Linked DNA regions of Xenopus laevis: region 1 is linked to region 2. The links are chromatin contacts, called in public Hi-C maps. All regions are on one chromosome and are shown on one strand. The core of a region is the stretch at or near the end of the contact, and the rest is flanking DNA. Distances in the headings are between cores, read along the strand shown. Region 1 overlaps rad54b.L (RAD54 homolog B L homeolog). Region 2 holds the start of gem.L (GTP-binding protein GEM).

What was found. A called contact is a pair of places that touch in the nucleus more often than the background predicts.
Region 1: a Hi-C map of the XTC cell line shows a contact between it and region 2, with 1.7 times the contacts expected there. The contact joins the enhancer-like site here to the promoter of gem.L in region 2. A contact is called at or near these places in 2 of 4 Hi-C or Micro-C datasets (the XL177 cell line and the XTC cell line).

What each region holds. Positions count from the first base shown.
Region 1 is chr6L:137,888,470-137,893,949 of Xenopus_laevis_v10.1, forward strand. It overlaps rad54b.L (RAD54 homolog B L homeolog), which reads right to left. Exons shown (of 15, transcript NM_001091651.1): 12 at 5,478-5,480; 13 at 2,470-2,536; 14 at 1,395-1,595; 15 at 1-170. Among protein-coding and RNA genes, the nearest start is that of LOC121394759, 29 kb to the right of the region's middle. Within about 2 kb of position 2,447, at least 1 of the 7 cell types and tissues checked has an H3K27ac peak or open chromatin away from gene starts, as enhancers often do.
Region 2 is chr6L:137,848,027-137,852,964 of Xenopus_laevis_v10.1, forward strand. gem.L (GTP-binding protein GEM) reads right to left here and starts at 1,516. Exons shown (of 5, transcript XM_018268132.2): 1 at 1,376-1,516.

The DNA.
Region 1 (5,480 bases), core at 1,197-3,696, 41 kb after region 2:
GAAAGAAATATGTTCTTTTCCCATTTGCAGAAAGGGATCATCCGTACTCTGCTGCCCGGAGAAATGTTTCCACTGCATGAGCTCAGACATGGAAAAATTCTTATTAAGCTGATCCCGGTGTAATTCAAGCTGACAACTCCTATGGATTAATGGCTTTTGAGGCAAACCATCTGAAACCAAAATGAAAAAGTTGATACAACTATGAATGTTATAGAGCAAGAGCCAAACAATGTAGAGGCTGGTACCTTTCCTAATGGTTCACCTACCTCCTGGTGCCTCCTCTGGATACCAGCAACTGTCATGTGCCTAGTCCAGCCAACGGTACAGCAGGACAAGACTCTTCATTGCAAATTAAACAGTTTGGAATGGAAGTCTGTATATTTATATATATATATATATATATATATATATATATATATATATATATATATATATATATATGAGAGTAATCTTGAAGAGGCTTTACAGGACTGCAACCAGGCACTATATTTTTTCGAGAGCACCAGTATCTTTCTCTATATATATATATATATATATATATATATATATATATATATATATATATATATATATATATATATATATATATATATATATATCTATATCTATATCTATATATAATACACAAAAGCCATGAATATCCTGTAAATTATATCCTTATAAACGGTGAGTTCTGATGTCATCAGTTATAAACGGTGAGTTCTGTTGTCATTTCTGTCACATGACTCACTGAAACTTGTGTATTATAATAAATAAAGTACCCCCAGTTGCAAAATATGAGGATATTAGAAGTTACCTCGGAGTTACCTCGGAGTTCCATGACCTGTATAAAAACACTCGACCTTCGGCCTCGTGCTTTTATATGATCATGAAACTCCTCGGTGACTTATAATATCCCTATATTTTACAAGAGGGGGTACTTTATCCACTATATAATACACAAGACCCACGACTATCTTGTAACCAATATCCTTATAACCCGTGCTTAGTAATGCTTAACATTAAGTTGTGGAATCTCAGATTTATTATTATTTTGCCTTCCTTGTAATCAGCTTGAAGAACATAAATACAAAAAAGGCAATACTACATCTTTAATAAACCAAGAAACAGATGTGAGCGAAACTGGGTGCTACATGCTCTCCTCTGTACAAAGTCACAGGGGTGAATATATGTAATATATATTAAAGTAACTGGGGGCAGACATATGGGAAGGTATGGCTAAAGTAAAGCAGATGACTAAGAGGTTACACACAGACTGGAATATCCTTGGGTGTGCTCAGTTCAGAGGCCATAAAGCCTGTGTGGTGGACTGGAGCTAAATTCCAGCTGAACGAAATGAACTATAACACCAATGAGTGTAAATACAACAATAAAACATTTATCGGGTGCGTTACCTGAAAGACAGTTTGTTTTTATGCAGTCACATTCCAGCAGCTCGTGAGTCACACAATCTGTATCTTCATGCAAAGTAAATAGATTTCTCAGCTCATCTACAGAGAAGCGGATGTGCTCGGATTTCTTTGTCAAGTCCACAACAGCACCAGACAGGCCTTGCTTACTTATCTGCCTCTGGTAGATCTTTTCCTCTAATGAGCCTGCAGGAAAAATAAAATTCACATTCGGCACGGTGACATCGCTATATCCAGGAGTTTATTGGAAAAGAATAGGAATGACAGATGCCATGGTATCCAACAGGAGACCATTTTCATTTGTGTATAGGAGAATTAAAGAAACAGTAACACCAAAACTGAAACTGTTTTAAAATAATGAAAATATCATGTAGTGTTGCCCTGCACTGGAAAAACGGATGTGTTTCAGAAACACTACTATAGTTCATATAAACAAGCTGCTGTGTAGCAATGGCGGAAATTGAAAAAAGTCTATATGGCACAGGATAAATAGTGGATAACAGATAACACCATTATGTTCCACAGAGCTTATCTGCTGTGTAACCTGAGCCTTTTGAATGGCTGCCCCCATTGCTACACAGCAACTTATTTACATAAACAATAGTAGTTTTTCTGAAGCAAACACATCCGTTTTACCAGTGCAGGGCAACAACATTTTTTATTACTTTAAAACAGTTTCATTTTTTTGATGTTACTGTTCCTTTAACTTCTTCCAGATATAAATGTGAGAACTTGCATTGTGACTGAATCCAAGGATCACCATTGTGTGCACTTACCGTATATATATCAGGCTAGGGTTTTAGAATAAGCAGTGTAGACAGCAACTATTTCCCCCACCACATGGAAAAAAGCACAATGTTGATCTAAGTATATAATGGCTTTTTAAACATTTCCCAGTCAGGATCTTGCACTTCACACCCGTAGGCATCAACTGCAGGCCCATGAGGCTCACACCTATGGCATAATGTAAAGTTGTGTGTGTTTTGACTCAGCAACACCATACTGAAGCTATGCACTTTCTGCCATAAACAATGGTACATGTTAGAACACTCACACTCACCTGTAGTGAGAAGCCTGTAAATATGCACAGTGCGCCTCTGTCCATCCCTCCACACTCGAGCCATTGCCTAAAGCAAAGAAATGGTTAAAGTTAATGTACTATGCCCAAAATATTTCTCTTTCCATTGCTGAAGTTAAAGAGGACTCTCTAATATTAGGTAAGCTGTATTCCTTACACGTGCATTAAAGGAACAGTAACATCAAAAAATGAAAGTTTTTAAAGTAATAAAAATATAATGTACTGTTGCCCTGAACTGGTAAAACTGGTGTGTTTGCTTCAGAAACACTACTATTGTTTATGTTAATAAGCTGCTGTTTAGCAATGGGGGCAGCCTTTCAAAGGAAAAAAGGCTCAGGTTACACAGCAGATAAACTCTGTAGAACATAATAGTGTTATCTGTTATCCGCTATTTAACCTGTGCCATATAGACTTTTTTAAATCTCCTCCATTGCTACATTTCAGTGATGTATTTATAATTTACATTTCATACTTCTTTTGGCCTCTTCTCCATGTTAGCACTATAAAATGGTTAGTGCTGCAAACACACGGTAGCACTGTACAAATACAGAAGCAAAGCAGAAAAACAAAGTAAATGATATTAGATTATATATGTATATAAGCAAAAAGTACTTCCATAAACATTTAAATAGCACTATGGCGACACCTGCTGGTAGAAGTCTAAATGAATAAACCTAGGCAGAATAATTGTAACAACCTCCATCAAATAACCTACGGTCTATGGTTTATTTATTAATAAATGTAACTGCAATTGAAAGATGCGTATGTTTACAGTTTCTGCACTGTTGGCTCTGACTCTTGAAACAATGTTGCAACTGGAGAACACGCGACTAGTGATGGGCGAATTTATTCGCCAGGCGCTATTCGTGGCAAATTCTTGCATTTCACCGCTTTTTTTGGACACTGGCGCAATTTCGCCAAAAACGGATGATGGCGTCCAAAAAAGCGGATGCCAGCGTCAAAAACGAGACGCTGGCGCAGTTTTGCAAATCACGGGAAATTCGCAAATTTTCCAGCGAAGTGCCCCAAATTCGCCCATCACTACACACGGCACTCTATATTCTTTTAATAGGCCCAGAGAACAGAATGGGATCAGCAAACACTGTTTTCAATTGCAATTACATTTATACTTAACCATGGAATTGTATATTGGAAAGTTGATTAGAATTACTTGTCTGGAAAGCAGAGGTTATTCTTGTAATTAGTTTAAGTATCACTTATTACACCAGAATGTGTGAGGTGTAATTACTAGTACGCAATTAAACCAAAAAGAAGAACGTAGTAACCCCACACTATCTGTTTACTTTATTTGTCCCAATTGGTAAAAAAAAAGAAAAATGAAGTGGCATGTATAAAGTGTTTAGTGCTTAATATAAGTGCAAAAATTAAATACACAATTAATTGCTAATACACAAATGAATCCATCTTTAGTCATTTCAATGAATTCATCCAAACAGCTTAATAATTATATTCCAATTAATAATCAATATTATCAATTAATTAATTAAAGTGCCAGTGCGTGCAAAGTATCAATTGGATTATAAATTCATCCACAAGTTAAATTATTACATACAAATCAAGTGTAGTTATTACAATTTTTTTTGCATAAAATATTAAATAGCTAGCATTTCATGTGTTAAAAGATTGGAAAGTGAAAATAGAGTAGAGGTGGAGCTGTCCCAAAATCTACTACCTAAGTTTTTTCTAGGCCCTGGGACACCACACGGGGAGAAAGGCAGGACACTAAGGACTGCGGTCTCAAAAATGAACTGTTCTGTTAGAGAGCTGTCTAAAAAAACGCAAACCTCCAGCGCCTTAGAGTCAAAGAGAATCGAAGAATGTAGTGCTGCTTTTCCGTATTAACCCAAACAATGGCTGCTATCAATTTATCGCTAAAGAACCGAAGGCTTTTTAAAAATTGTTTTCAAAAGGCAGGAAATGGATTTCTTGTCTTTCATTATGCTAAAAAAAAAAAAAAAAACAGTTCTCGGATGGATATCCCCTTTAAAGGAATTGTTCCATATAAAAATAAAAACTAGATAATCTGTAATTTTTTCATTATATTTAGTAATGTATAAAGGCTGAAGTGACTGGATGTCTAACATAATAGCCAGAACACTACTTCCTGCTTTGCAGATCTCTTATTGGTTACCAGTCAGCAACCAATCCCTGACTTAAAGGGGGGCCATATGGGTCATAACCGTTTGGTTTTGAATCTGAGTTGCATGCCGAGGATCAATTGCAAACTTGCAGAACAGTTATGTCCCATGTGGCCCCCCTTAGGGCAGAGACACACTGGCGGATTCAGGGAGATTAGTCGCCGGGTGACAAAACTCCTCTTCTTCGGGGCGACTGATCTCCCCCAACTGCATTTCCCTGCCTTCCGCTGGCTAGAATGAAAATCGTCGACGGGAAGGCACTCGGATCGCTTCGTTTTCTGAAGTCGCCCGAAGTTTCCTTGGGATGCAACTTCGAGTGATTTTGGAAAATGAAGCGATCCGAGTGCCTTCCACAGTCGATTTTCATTTTAGCCGGCAAAAGGCAGGGGAAGGCAGTTTGGGAGATTAGTCGCCCCGCAGAAGAGGGGATTTGTCGATGGGTGACTAATCTCCCCGAATCTCCCAGTGTGTCTCTACCCTTAGCTGACTAACGAAGAGGTTAGAAAACTACAAAGCAGGAAGTAGTGTCACTAACTATATTAAAAACATTTTTTATTTGGCACAGCCTATATATTTATCCAGTTTTTATTTTTACACTGAACTGTTCCGTTAATGGTGTATGACCTGCATCACTGAAGCGGAGAATGTTTTATACCTTTCTGTATCTCCTGCAGTCAGTAGCAAGAAGATGCTTGGGTTTGTAGTCTATTACTGGTGTAAGCAGTTCTTGTGTTCAGGACTCGGGCAGTGTATTACATGGAGGAAGATAGTAACAGCAATTTATAGAATGCAGACTATTTACAAAAGAATAGAAAACGTTTTTTGCCAGACCTG
Region 2 (4,938 bases), core at 266-2,765:
AGGCAAATAATTCAAAAACTATATAAGAGAACAAAATGATGGCCAATTGAAAAGTTGCTTAGAATTAGCCATTCTATAACATACTAAATGTTAACTTAAAGTTGAACCACCCCTTTCAGGAACATAGGGTGGAGAGTCCTCACGCATTTTGTGCAACCACTACTGAAGATGCCCATGTCTGTGCTGAATAGTTTGCTGCCTCCACAAGAACAAGTAACCCAGTAACATCAGTATGTTTTTTTATATGGAATTACAATAATTACAAGAAATCTAAATGACTGCCAATTATTCTGGCTGCACCTCTTTAATATTTGAGAGAATTTGTGTGGTTACATTTTGGAATCCACTGCAAGTGTGGAACAACCAGAATGTAAACCTTTATACAGAGGTTCTTAACTTGTCCAAAGATGAATCCCCAGGCTGTTGAAAGCAGGGCTCCAATTCCTGTGCCACAAAACTGACCCTCAGCAGCATTAATCCAGGTCTCCAAAAAGGCGAAGAATCCCAGCCTTGGCAGTACCCAGGATCACCACTAGAGGCTGCACATTTGTTCAATAAAAGGTCCATAAATTCACAGTGTTTAAATCAACAAATCCATTCCATCAGGCAGGTTAGGCTTCCATTGTCTAAACATGGTTTGCTGGAGCATCTGGGATCTGAGCTTTTCTCCCTGGGAGCAGAATACATTGCTCTGCTCAACTACCATGTTTAGTAACATGACTTAGATCCAGCAGCACCCCTCATGTAGAGTTTTTGCAATTAAGATATATAATAATACAAGTTTGCAATCATTTGGACATCAGCTCTGTCAATCATTATGTCCTGCAATGACTTATAATTCTTACCCCATTTTTTAGGGGAAAAAAATGATGAAAAACAAATTCAAATAAAATCCTTTAAACTAATATGAAGGGGACCCCATTATTTCCAAATATGCAGTGTGCTAGTAATATCACTGTAATGGTTTTCATTTTTATTTTGCTAATACCCAATATATACAATTATGTCCAATTAAACAGTATGCCAACCCTATAAAACATATTCCTTTCCCAGCAAATGAAACTTTAAAGTGACATAAATAATTTCTCCCCACTGGCACCCCAACTAGTGTGCATTTTATTTGTCAAATCATTATAAGACCCCTGTATTATTGATTCTTATTAGCAATATCACTCGCTGGCACTATATAAATACATGATGATGATGATGATCTAGAGATTAAATATTAAACCCAGTCATTGCCCATTTAGCTGGCGTGTGCCTTTACATGTCACAGTTAAACTGGTTTGGTTTTGTTTATAACAGAAGTATATGTGATCACTCTGCTCTATAGGATTTAATTTCTAACTCTGCATTTTGGAAAGCATTTACTTACCTTTATTGCTTGTCTTCTGAAACCCCGCAAAAGCTGAAGTCCTGAGTGCAGAGTACAGGGATCTCTCAGGGAATAGTTGGATGAAGTGCTGACTCTCCGTTACCCTGACTTTCTCCAATTCTTTCTCAGCTCCTCCAGTTTATATTAAGCTCGGTGGCTGGGAGACAGGGCTTTTCCGTGATGTCATGTTCATTTGCAGAGCTCACGCCAGCCCACTGCAGCAGGAGAGCGGAACCTTGTGTGCACTCACCCAGGCAGCAACAATTAAACGTGTCTTAGCCACTAGAATTCCACTCATTATTTTTCCACTTAATTTATACGGTCCAGATTTTTATAACGGAGCAATGGAAAACAATAAATGCAAGGCAAAAAATGAAAACAGAGATTGAAGGAAGAACAAATAGAATAAGGCAATAACATTAGCTGTGGAGGAGTACAATGGTGCATATATTTCCTGTGCAGGGCTCCATACAGCCGGCCATGTTCAGTTCAAGTATAATTAAAGGGGTTGTTAACCTTTAAATTAACTTTTTGTATGATGTAGACAGTGATATTCTAACACAATTTGCAATTGGTTTTTATTTTTTTATTATTAGTGTTTTTTTGAGTTATATAGCTTTTTATTCAGCAGCTCCCCGGTTTGCAAGTTCAGCAGTCTGGTTGCTAGGGTCCTAATTACCCTAGCAGAGGTGAACCTAGGCAACGTTGGGGCCATTGCAAAAGAACTGCAGAAGGGCCCGGCACATACTTCAACATTACAACCTCAATCATCTACCCACCCTCTCACCTGCCCATCCTCCCTCCATGTTGGCTTGCCCACATCTCCTCCCACTCAGCGGCCTGTCCACCTGTCCTACCACTTGGCCATCCTCTCACCCGCCCATCCTCTTGTCTGTCCATCCGTCCACCTTCCCCTCTCGTCCGTCCGTCCACCCGCCTGCCCCTCTCGTCCATCCACCCACCTGCACCTCTCGTCCATCTACCCGCCTGCCCCTCTCGTCTGCCCACATGCCTGCCCGCTTGTTCTCCCTTTCACCTATCCATCCTGTCTCCCTCATGTGTCCTCAGCATTGTGCAGCTGTGAGCTGGGATTTCTTTAAAGCTATAGAGAAAGCAGACCCTGCGGTCCGAACCCCCATGTTCCTCTGGCCCCCGTGTGGTCTGCTTCCTCTATAGTTATGCCACTGTACCCTAGCAACCATGCATTGATTTGAATAAGAAATTGGAATTATGAATAGGTGAGGCCTAAATAGAATGCTGAATAGTAAGAAGTAGCAATAACAATTAATTTGTATCCTTACAGAGCATTTGTATATTAGATGGGGTCAGTGACCCCTATCTGAAAAATGAAAAGTGTCAGAAGCAGAAGGCAAATAATTCAAAACCTAGAAAAAAAATAAAATGAAGACCCATTGAAAAGTTGCTTAGAATTAGCCAGAGACAAGGTAGGCCCTAAGCAACCCAGCCTGCCAGCTCACCCCCCTCCCTCAGCACGCGCATACGTGTGGGTCAAGGAGCACGCAAGCCGAGTGTAAGGTGAGTCCGGACTAGGGGTAGACAGGGGGGTTCCACCAATGAGGTGAGTTGAGACACTTGGTTGCCGCACCTGGTAGCTCAGAGCCAAATTTCCATTTTTCAACCCAGAAATTTGGCTCTTCTAGTGCAGAGAGCAATTGCTCTCTCTGCAGTAGCAACTGGACGCACACGACCCCCTTCTACGCTGAAAGGTGAGTGCCATGGGGAGGGGTGGGGGCAGCAAAATGAAGGAAGATTAACAGAATCGCCCCTGGGGGTAGGCAAAACAGGTAGCTGGCCAGCGGCCCCCAATCGTTAATGTTGGTGCTTGAGTTTTTCCAGCAAAATAAACTGTGATTGCATTTTTTTGATTGTGTTTTCTCTGTCGCGATTGCCACCTAAAACCTAAGATGAAGGGCTGCGAGATAGACATCACTGGTGTAAATGTATAGGCATTATTATCTACTGTTTTATTACGTATTTTGTGATGGGATATTTTCAAGGTAAGTCAAGGTACTTTCTGTCCTACCAAGTATTTTTGCTGGGGGACCCAAAATTGCCCCTAAATATGGTACCCGCCCGTACTCCCTGACAAGCATTGTTTTACAAAAGAGCGATGTTCAGTCACCAGCACTCCATATACTTTTGAACTTCAAATTCCAGCATCCCACCCCTGTACTGGGAATTGTAATTCAACTATAGGTTGCACATGCTCTAGACATTCGATTTACAATATGATATACATTTCCTGCTTCTGTGTGATCCAACTACATTATCAAACATGGAGTGTGGGATCACTGTATTGCCCCCAACAATCATCATGAGGGTGATGTACAGACCATGAGGCAGATTTACTCAAGTGCGAAGTGGCTAACGCTATCGTCAATTTTCTAGCGACTTGCCTTCGCCAGCTCAGACCAGGTGAAGTGCACTGGAGAGCATAGATCTTCCTCAATCTTCTATTACTTACATTATATTTTTTAGTGGAAAAAGCTTCTAAGTCCAAAAAACGCTGGCGTCTTTTCCTTTTTTCAGAGTGATAGCCTGCAAAAGTCCTTAAATTTTTTTTGGGGTAACCGGGTTCCCCCATACATTTTCTAACATATAACACATAAACTATACACTGGGCTCATGTGTAGGGCATTATAACAACTCTATTTTCTCAGGTTAATTTGCATACGGCGGGAAATTTAAAGTTGAATGGATGAATATTTGCAGCAATATATACGTCCATTCAACTTTAAATTTCCCGCTGTATGCAAATTAACCTGAGGTCAAGACCTCTAGCGACTTTGCGCTAGGCAGAAATAAACAATAGCACATCATCGCTTTCAATTGCTTGCACCGGTGAAGTAACACTAGCGAAACGTTGCCAGCGTTCAGCACCCACGACTAAACAAATTCCAGTGAATTAGCATTGTCTGAATTTTCGCCCTCAAGTAAATATGCCCCCAAGTGCACAAGAGAGATGTTGGCCAACCTGCTTTACTTTGCTGCTTTACTATGACATTATGGGCGAGTGACCTGACTAAAAGTTTCCATGAGTTGTGTATCCACAGGGAAAATCTTTCCATTGTTCCCTTTCCAATCTCCACACATGTTGATCAGGAAAAACATCTAAAGCTGCTCCTATATGGGCTACCAACTCAGTAACATATTGGGCCAAACTGACAGCCTTCCTGGCTGATTTCTGTCCAAAAGATGTCCAGATGTCTATCAGGCGAGTTTGAAACTCCATTGGGCAAGGACTGAATTAGCCTGTTGCAGTCACTTTCGGATGGGTCTCAATAGGCCTGTAAGGAAGTAAAAATAAGTTTGGGCATTGTTATTATTATGTACTGTATATACTATGGAGAAGCCTTTGTGAACCGGCTCTATGACGTGCACACAAATCTAGAAGCAAACCAACGAGTAAGTGCGTTTTGATTGGAATTTTCTGCCCAGTAACAGCAGATCTTTTGCAGCAGGTACTTTCTTTGCCCAGGTGCAGAAAGGAGGTCTTGGCTAGGCCAGCTAGGGGCTGAATAGAGGCAGGTAGATTAGTTAAC